Linked DNA regions of Mus musculus: region 1 is linked to region 2. Evidence: chromatin contacts called from public HiChIP or PLAC-seq data. All regions are on one chromosome and are shown on one strand. The core of a region is the stretch at or near the end of the contact, and the rest is flanking DNA. Distances in the headings are between cores, read along the strand shown. Region 1 holds the start of Brpf1 (bromodomain and PHD finger containing, 1). Region 2 overlaps Srgap3 (SLIT-ROBO Rho GTPase activating protein 3).

Region 1 (4,731 bases), core at 169-2,668, 580 kb before region 2:
TGGGGAGATATAGGGAGAAACCTTGTGAAATGGTCATTTCCGCAGGACAAACGGCACAGGCTACACTTGGTTTCCTCATTTACTGATTCATGCAACATTAACTCAGGGCCTACTGAATGCCAGGACACAAACATGATCACAAAAATCTAGGCATTATGTTCCAAGGTTCTCAAAGGCTAACCCTCCCCCACCTCAGTTTCTGGGTGAGTAGAGACAGCAGATGGCACCAAACCCCAGGGAGCCCAGCTTAGTCTGGTACCGCTCCAATTTCTCTCAGGACTAGTTTGAACTAGTGCCTAGGACCACCAATGCAGGGCCTGCCTAACCTCCCTGACAAACACTAACTCTCAGCCTTTCCTTCCTTCTCCTGAGGCTTAACTACAAGAATGGGCAGCTCTCGTCCATCTATCGACAGCAAGTCAGCCAAGCTACACATTCAATTCCAACTCACTTCTATTTCCTACCTGCTGCTGTGCCTTTAAACACAAAACCAATTATAGGTACAAACAAGCTCAACACTTTCCAAGCCGGGTCCCTGGTGAACGCTGCCGTTCTGGCTTTGCTGCCCTGGTTCCCGAACTAGCACAGTGCCCCAAGGGACCTGGCGTCAGAGGCACGAAGGTGTCCAGAACTTAGCTCTGAAAGCCCTGGGGCCCTTGGATATGGCGGAAGCACCTACTCCCGGGAACTCCAGGAGCAGAAGGAAGTAAGGGGTAAGGGGTGGGACAAGGCCCGCGGGGCTAGAGCCCAATCTCCCGGATGCTGCGCCGCTTCCCTTTTGTCAAAGTGTAACAAGTCAAACAAGGTTTCCCTTCTGCCTCTGGCCCAGGCAGCCTCAAAGGGAACACTGCTGCCGCGGACGCTCCCCACGAACGAATGGCATGTCAATTCTCCCTGCTCCAGGGGCTCAGGAGGAGCCTAAGGCGCCTCGCCAGGGCTGCCCCTTCTCCACTGGCACTACCTCCCGGCCCCGGCCCGTACTCACCGGCCACCTCCAGTCTGGGCTCATCGCCGGGGGCGCCCGCCGGGGCTCCAACCCCGTGTGGGAGGCCGGCGATGAGAGACGGGCCGAGAAGGGGAAACCCGAACTCTCGGAAGCGAAGCTGGCCGCCCCGGCTCCTGCCCCGCACTCTCTGGCCCGGCTCCCCCGGCTTCCCGCGCTGACCCCTGCCACTCCTGGTCCCGCCGGTGCCCCAGCGTCGCAATTCCGCAAGCACCTTCGCGTTTCCCGAGCTTTTGGATCTTCTGGCCTGGGAACCCGGTGCCGCCGGGACAATGGGGGGGCTCCTGGAGGCGGCACAGGAACAGCAGCGGCGAGACCGTGGCGGCAAAGGCTGTGGCAGCGGCGGCAGCAGCAGCGACGGCGACGGCGTCCGCCAGGGTAAACGTGGTCCCGTGGCGCTGTATAGACGCACTTTCGCCACGGTTCCTCGCCGGTCTACTGAGGAGCTTGAGACCAACCTGTCGGTCTGAAAAAGATCTCTGGACACCTTAAAGGGCTCAGCAAGCGCCTCCATGTTCTAAGTGGAGTTTCTGGCGAGCGAAAGCTCAGTTTTGGGGAGTCTGAGTCCTCGGGCCGTTTGTGGCGAATCTGCGACTACGGACAGGCAGCGCGAGGCTGGGCGTGAGGAGCCCGCCCTTCTCCCCTCCCCCTCTGCCGCCGCCTGCTCCCTCCCTCCTGCTGGCGCGACTGCTGCGGTAGGGACCTGGCCTTGGTCTCCGAGGAAGGCGACTGGGAGGAACGGGGCGGGAGCGCCGGGTGGGGCGGAGTTGAGGGCAGGGCCTAGAGCCGGACGAACGCAAGGGAGCCGCAGAGGCCCGCAGATATGGTCAGGGGCGGGGCGACGTGGGAAGACTAGGCCGGCGCGGGAGGGGCTTGTGTTTAGGGGGTGGAGCTGCGGGAAAGCGGTGCCCTGATGCGACGACCGCAGCCGGAAGAGTGGGCCCGAGGGGCCCAAGTAACGAAGGGCGGAGCTTTGGGTAAGCCTGGAAGGTGGAGCTAAACTAGGGATGAAGCTACAGCTGGGAAAGCGCACCACAGTGCTGCAGGGTAAGGGCGGGACTTAGGAACGTAAGGGGCGGGGCTTCCGCTGAAATGTGAGACTGAAGGGTGACGAGGCGTGGCCCTAATGAGGGAACTGAGTTTGGGGAGGTTCCAGTGCATTCCAGTAAAACTGTAGGACTCAGATTGGCAGCGCTGGACTACAAGGTTACCGGTAGCTGATTGGAAGACGGTATCAAAACACACAGCCCATTGAATATGACTGACACCTCAAGTGTGATCGTGGGAAATTCTTCTTTGGGTTCTTCAATTGTAAACCTGGAACTCGAAAATTCTGTCAGTTCCTGGGGGTTTCAGAGAATTTGGATGTCAGGGATCATCATTGTCAAGCAGTGCTTGTAGTTTTGTCACTGAAGAGTATGATAGTCTTCCAAGATGCTAGAGTCACTGAGAACGCGGTTTATTTTCATGCGGACTTGGTATTCAGCTCCCTAAAGTGCACGTTTTCTTATGACACGTTTCCCCCGAGAAATGCCAATAAAACCAGCACTCCAAGTTGTTTCCTGGTCAAAAGGGGGGGTCTGGCGTAAAATCGGTGGTTTCTATAAAGAAATGGCTTATTGCAGCGGAGTTTCTCATTATTAAATGGGGATAATATATAGTCCCTCTGTCCCGGGGTTATGATAAGGATTAAGAGAGTTGAAGACTGTAAATTGCCTAATACAGTGTCTGTTGTATAAGATTCGCATGCACAAAGAAAATACAAGCTATTATACTCATCCAGAAAATTCAGAATAAACCAGTAATCGCAGCACTCAAGAGGATTGAATTAGGATTGCTCCAACTGCTTATGAGTTCCAGGTCAGGCTGAGCCATACAGCAAGACCCTATCTAAACAAAACAACCAAAATAAATGAATCAAAGAAGTTATACAGCTTTTTTTCATTATTGAAGGCTTTGCACACACAAGGACAGGGATATATCACAACAGCCGTTTCTTTTTTATTAAAAAACAAAACAAAACTTTTTTTTTTAATGACAAAGTCCAGATAAGTTGCCTACACTGGCCTTGAACTTGTGATTACAGGCTTGTACCACTAGGACCTCACAGTTGTCTTAAAGCTAGCTCTTTTGGGGTGAAGAACCTTTTAGAAAATCTCATGAAAGCTATGGGTCTGTCCTGAGGAAAAAAGTGTTCAAGTATGTATAACAAGTTTTCTTAAAGATTTATTTATTTATTTTATGTATGTGAGTACACTGTAGCTGTACAGATGAGTACACAGTAGCTGTACACCTGAACCTTCATGTGGTTGTTGGAAATTGAATTTTAGGACCTCTGCTCGCTCTGATCAACCCTGCTTGCTCAGATCTTGCTTGCTCCGGCCCAAAAATTTATTTATTATTATATATAAGTACACTGTAGCTGTCTTCAGACACACAAGAAGAGGGTATCAAATCTCATTAATGGTGGTTGTGAACCACAGTGTGGTTGCTGGGATTTGAACTCAGGACCTTTGGAAGGGCAGTCAGTTCTCTTAGCCACTGAGCCATCTCACCAGCCCACACGTTTTCTTACAATATTTGAAATTTTATATAGAAGTGACTGGATGAGTGCATTAGGATGGATGTTAACCTCACTGAAGTTATCATTACTCCCTCACTCTTGATGTGACCCCAGGCTCTGGGTCCCTCAGTCTCCCTCTCCAACACCCATGAGACAGAGACTGCGTAAGATGAGCTTTATTGTTGTCATGAGGCGGTAGGTGGTGATCATGCCAAGCCTTTCTGAAGTCAGGGGGCAAAAAGCTTGTCAGCCAGCACTGATCAACCTAGATGGCCCTCCTGGTCAGGTTCAGAGCTCCAGGTGCCTTTAACTTCCAGCAGTGGGTAGACAGGTAAGCAGACTGCTAAGCATTGGCTATGTGAAGTCCTCAGGGCTGTTCTGGGGCTGGGGTTGGGTTGGGGCTCGCAGGGGGAGGAGGTCGAGGCTGGATGTCCCTGGTGCGCATATAGGAGAGCAACTGTTCAGGAATCTCAGCTAGTACATCCTTGGCCAGTCGGGCCATGCTCAGCACCTGGTTCCCCGATCGGTCAACATAATCTCGGAATGGGACAAACTGGGACAGACAGGAAAGAAAGGTGAGCTTCGGCCAAGGGAGTAGGTAGCACTCAAGTTTCATCTTTGACCCCTAACATTTCTTTCCAACTATCACTATTCTTCTGAGAGTCTCTTTAGCTTCACTGTACTTGAATGTCATCCTTCTGAATGCATCCAATTCTTTGTGTCGGGTGTTGGACATTGAACGCAGGATCTTGTATATGCAAGACAAGCTGCCTACCACTGAACCACATCACTACTCCTGACACCACACTCTTCCCCCCTCCTTTTCTAGAAGCTTCCCTTCGTGTCAACTCCACTCCTCTGGGTTTTCCTGAACTGCCCCCCTTTCACCCTGTCTCTCTATGAAACCCTGGCTATCATGGAACTCATCATGTAGACCAAGCTGGCCTTCAGGGAGATCCATCTGCCTTCTACTCGAGTGCTGGGAAGGAGAGCGTTGAACTTGGGAGCAAGAGAGGGAGGCGTTGGGATTGAGAGGGAAGAGCAGTTTGCCAGAGAAAGGAGGTTAATAAAGGGAGGGCAGGGAAAAGCACCCTCCAGAGCCCCGTGTTTGCCTCTGTCCTTGGGTCTCATTCTGTTGGGATCCCCCTGTTTCAGCCTCCTAACA
Region 2 (5,139 bases), core at 1,627-4,126:
TTCCTACCCTGGGCTCTAGAATGCTGAGGTTGCAGGTCTGTGCCACCGAGCCTAGTACTCAGTGGACATTCTGAGAAATTGCATGGCTTGCCTAAGATCAAGGAGTCTGAGCCTGGCGCGCAGGGGCCCTGAGCCCCAGCCCATGTGTTCATCAAGCCTGCCGCCCGTGATTCCTCACTGAAGCTAAGGCTGCATGAGTCACCGGCCACCCCTAAGACCTCACAGATGCTCTTTCTCTTGATTTTCTTCTAGAAGTGGAGCAGATTGAGGCCATCGCCAAGTTTGACTATGTGGGGCGGTCCCCTCGTGAACTATCCTTCAAAAAAGGGGCCTCACTACTCCTGTATCACCGTGCCTCAGAGGACTGGTGGGAGGGCCGCCACAACGGTGTAGATGGACTCATCCCTCATCAGTACATAGTTGTACAGGACATGTGAGTGGGAACTGGGGCCTTCTGTGAAGAATGAGGGAATAGATTAGTGATGTCTGGAATGGGCAGTGGAAGGGGAATATATGTACAGGACATGAGTGTGATAACTGGGGCCTTCTGTGAAGAATGAGGGAATAGATTAGTGATGTCTGGAATGGGCAGTGGAAGGGGAATAGATGTACAGGACATGTGAGTGATAACTGGGGCCTTCTGTGAAGAATGAGGGAATAGATTAGTGATGTCTGGAATGGGCAGTGGAAGGGGAATAGATGTACAGGACACGTGAGTGAGAACTGGGGCCTTCTGTGAAGAATGAGGGAATAGATTAGTGATGTCTGGAATGAGCAGTAGAAGGGGAATACTGGGAATTTGTTCTTCCGGATTCAATATGTTTGATAATCTCTAAGAATTTTTTCTAACTTCCTTTAAGTGGAAATCCACAGAAGAAATATGCATGTTTCTCATCCTTCCAATGATACAGAGATAGTGTTAGGTCTGGGGTCACCATCCAAATCCATGAGCCACATCTAGGTTATCACTCACCATGGTCATTAGCATCCCACAGTCTTCTCGTATCCCTCCTGAGCTTTTTCTGTAGCCGGTGATCAGCTCGCCAACCCTAAAGGCGCTTAGTCCTTTACTCCAGATGTGACCTTCAAAGGGGGTGGAGAAAAAGAAATGTTCCTGGTCTCCTTTAAACAGATGTCATTTGTAATGATTTAAGGAGTTAAAAAAAGCCACACATCCTAAGAATCCAGCACTGCCCAGAAAGTTCAAGAAATCAACACTTTGTTTGGGGTTCTCTCATTCCTTTCCAGCGTGGACAGGCTTAGCAGAGCTGGCCTGTCCTGGTAGTAGCTATGGAGCTAAGCTCCACAGGAAGGGAATCCTAAGCCTATATTGTGATGCAGGAGAGAAGGTTCTCAGCTTGTGCAAAGGCCAAGTGAATGAGAAAGGGGATGCTGTAATAGCAGGCCGACTGGCAGCCCTGGAGTCCACAGACCTCTGACAGCAAGGGCAAGTCACTGGAAGGAGAAGGCTATAGAGGGAAACTGGCAGGGCACCCCTAAAAGCATGGGCCACCTCACAAGAATCCTGTACCGCAGATAGGGAGATAAGGGACTGAAGTGGCCCTTCCTTGCTTGCTTGGCTCTGAACCACCTTGTATGGAGCCATAGGAAACTCAGCATACAGCACCCTATGCTGGGAGACTCAGCACTCAGTATCCCACACCCAGCTTGCAGACTCCAACCCCCATTTCTTCAACCTGTCTCCATCATTGAAAGGGTCTAAAAGAACAAGCTAGTAAAAGATAAAGAAACAGAGATATAGGGGTAGACTACAAGGGAGCCACCTGCTAGCAAGCCTGGCTATGCGAGCATTGTGGTGGGTGTGTGTGGAGGGAAGGTGTTCACCCTGGGCTGCTGGAATAGCCATAGGTGTGTGCAGACAGCTGTGAAGGAGTTCTGGGCATCCCGGTCCTTCCTCAAGAGCATGAGAACCACCTCCAACTCTTGTCTCTCTCCTCCCCAGGGACGATGCCTTCTCCGATAGCCTGAGCCAAAAGGCTGACAGCGAGGCCAGCAGTGGGCCACTGCTGGATGACAAGGCCTCTTCCAAGAATGACCTCCAGTCCCCCACAGAGCACATCTCTGATTACGGCTTTGGGGGGGTGATGGGCCGGTAGGAAACATGGGTTCATTTTTGTTTGTTTGTTTCACTAGTACCCATTTGCTTGTTTGTGTCTGAATTGGGAGAAGCAAGAGGGCAGGAAGGGGAGGAGAAGGCTGTTACAGCACCTTGATCCTACAAGCCACGACCCTGGGAACAGCTGGGTGGGCTGGCTGGAAGGACCCAAAGATTCTCGGGTGTGAGCCACCCAGCTTTGAGGGGGAGGGGAGGGGCATTGAAGAAGGTGGAGGAAGACATATGCTGGGCTCATAGAACTTTTTTATTTTAAATAATAATCATAGGCCAGCCTGACCACATAGTCAGACTGTCTTGAAAATTTAATATGATAGTAGTGAGAGAGAGACACAGAGAGACAGAGACACAGAGAGAGAGACAGAGCAATAAGACTGTCTTGAGTACTAAGAGAGGCAGACGCGCGCGCGCGCGCGCACGCGCGCACACACACACACACACACAGAGAGAGAGAGAGAGAGAGAGAGAGAGAGAGAGAGAGAGAGAGAGAGAAGTTGGCGAGTGCTTTTCTTCCTTTCTCCAGCAGCTCCCGGATCCTTCCAGCTTTCTGCTGGAGGTGATTTGTCATACAACATTTTTAAAGATCTAAAGCTCCCACAGTCCCCCATCCCTGAAACACACCACTTAAACAGAGAGCTCACACCTCCTTTTGTGCCAGTGAAAGTTGATACCCGACTCCGCCCACCTGTTTAGTGGGAGCAGATTTGCCAGTTTCTTCACAGAGGCTGGGCTGCATCACATGACCCTTCTGCCAGCAAGGCGCTGTGCAAGTCCTCCTGGGAACAGGAACAAGAGAGAAAGCTAACAGCCTGTCACTCTGCCTCACCCCCAACCCCGGGTTCTCTTGGAATGTCAAGTCTGTGTGCCCCACCCCCACCCCTGCTGCAGAAGGGTCATGTAATCAACCCAGTCTTTCCAGAGATTGGAAGCCACCTGTGTCAGCATACAATGGGAGCATACTCAAGAATTTATTTTAGTTGAGGTCCTGATGGCTCTTTTTAGAGCTAAGTCTATTCAGTTTGGCTTTGGACACTGCAGGATGATAGAGTCCACAGAGAAGTCAAAGACTGGGGTCCACCGATGAGAATGGCATGGTCCCCTGCTCCTAGGAGGGCCATATCATCTCCTGTCTCTCTCCCCTCTTGCCTCGCTCATCTTTCTTCTTTTCTTTCTCAAAAGCCTCTTCCTCCCCAACACCTATGCTTTGGTCCTATTGGGCCACCTCCAGGCTTGCTTAGCTTTGCTGGGGTCAGAGGGTTTGAATTGCCACCAGTCTCATGGAACTTGGTCCATTCCCAGCATCCCATTCTTCCCTCCCCTCATGAAGACCTCTGTATCTTAGGGGACTTCCATAGGACAGAGCCATCTTTAAGTTATTTTTAAACCCACTCAGATGTGGGCAGGTGAGAGATGATAGTTCATTGATGTAGCTGATTCACCGGATGGACTTGGGAGAATACAGGAAAGCTGTGGCAGACATGGGTCAAAGGCTTGTGCCCTCCCTTCATAAGCAGCTCATACCCTTTTATACCAGTAGAGCACTGGAGGTGGACAAGGTACCCATAGACCAGAAGCATAGTTTAAAATGATGTATTCACTCTTCAACGACTTGGTTTCCATTGGTGGGTGACAACAGTGAACAGGTGTTTTGTTCCTAGAGGTCCCCTCCTGTGCTTACTGTGGCCTTTTGGTACAGTCAAGCCTCAGTGTTTCAAACCAGCTAGAATCTGAAAGGCTTCAAACTATATATGACCAGAGCTGGCCACAGCATTTCCAGTTTGGAATCTTCCTGCCCCGATCTGACCTTAGAATCTACTGACCTTAGGGTCTGCAGTATTGCCATGGCCAGCCTGGCTCCCACTCTCCACATTCCTCCCTGGGTCAGGTTACTCCTCCCCTTTAGGGGAGGTGTCACAGGTCTGAGCCCGCCTTTTATTGCTAAAGTGTTCATTCTGGCTGAATGAGGCTTCACTGTGCTAGCTCCTCTAGATTCCTGTGTAGCTGTAGCATGGGGGTTGGCTGGTACATTCTGAGACTGGCGAGGGTTGACTTCTGCCCCATACTTCCTGCCCCTGGCTCCTTTGCAGAGTGCGACTACGGTCCGACGGAGCAGCCATCCCCAGGCGCCGAAGTGGGGGCGACACACACAGCCCACCCCGGGGCTTGGGTCCCAGCATAGACACGCCACCCCGAGCTGCTGCCTGCCCCAGCAGCCCCCACAAAATCCCCCTCAGCCGGGGACGGATCGAGAGCCCTGAGAAGAGAAGGATGGCGACTTTCGGGAGCGCTGGCAGTATCAACTACCCTGACAAGAAGGCGCTGACAGAAGGGCTCTCCATGAGGTCGACTTGCGGTTCCACGCGACACAGCAGCCTAGGGGACCACAAGTCCCTGGAGGCTGAGGCCCTGGCAGAAGTAAGGGCCCCACAGAAGACACTTAGGCCAGTGAGACACCCAGTGGGACAGAGGGTGGGAAGTGCAGAGTGGGGACCACAGTGGCCTTGGTGGGACTTGAGACTGAGTCAGACAAGACAATGAGTTGGCTTCCTTTCCATGCCACTAGCTATGGCCCTTGGAAAGACTGGAAGACACCCCCCCCCCCAGTGTTCAGGCTGGAGAGAGGGTAGCTGGGTTATGGGACTGGGACAATGGCAGCCCTCTCCCTGAGATGCTATGATTAAGTCCGTGTATCCATGCATGTATCTATCCATGTATCCATGCATGCATCCGTCCTTTGTTCATGACTCTATTGATTTAGTGATGAATCTTGACTGGGCATCTGTTGGGTGACATCCATCACCTTCGATGAAGTACAGTGGAGACCTGATGCACTTTGGCCCTGCCCATGTGAGCTTAGAGTTAAAGAGAACTGCCGACACGAAATGGCTGCTAGGCTAGGCATCTTTAATAAGTGGGGGGAGGGGTTACATCATATTTTGAGAGTCTACAGTTTAGAAGTAATGCACTGGGAGGAGATGAGGAGATGGGCAGGACTGAATAGTAGA

The links. HiChIP or PLAC-seq counts read pairs in DNA pulled down with a chosen protein or histone mark.
Region 1: an H3K4me3 HiChIP or PLAC-seq map of craniofacial prominence shows a contact between it and region 2, with 4 times the contacts expected there. The contact joins the promoter of Brpf1 here to the enhancer-like site in region 2. A contact is called at or near these places in 3 of 39 promoter capture datasets (cranial neural crest, hippocampal neurons and pre-B cells), 3 of 115 datasets of contacts at active chromatin or transcription factors (the NIH/3T3 cell line, astrocytes and craniofacial prominence) and 1 of 9 other capture datasets (liver).

What each region holds. Positions count from the first base shown.
Region 1 is chr6:113,303,824-113,308,554 of GRCm38.p6, reverse strand. Brpf1 (bromodomain and PHD finger containing, 1) reads right to left here and starts at 1,418. Exons shown (of 13, transcript NM_030178.2): 1 at 1,218-1,418. Cpne9 (copine family member IX) reads right to left here. Exons shown (of 21, transcript NM_170673.3): 21 at 2,984-4,119. The coding sequence ends at 3,934.
Region 2 is chr6:112,726,623-112,731,761 of GRCm38.p6, reverse strand. Srgap3 (SLIT-ROBO Rho GTPase activating protein 3) reads left to right here. Exons shown (of 22, transcript NM_080448.4): 19 at 253-433; 20 at 1,964-2,113; 21 at 4,222-4,549. Among named protein-coding and RNA genes, the nearest start is that of Gm26799, 29 kb to the right of the region's middle. Within about 2 kb of position 2,876, at least 127 of the 459 cell types and tissues checked have an H3K27ac peak or open chromatin away from gene starts, as enhancers often do. A contact at or near this core is called in craniofacial prominence, where this site is marked.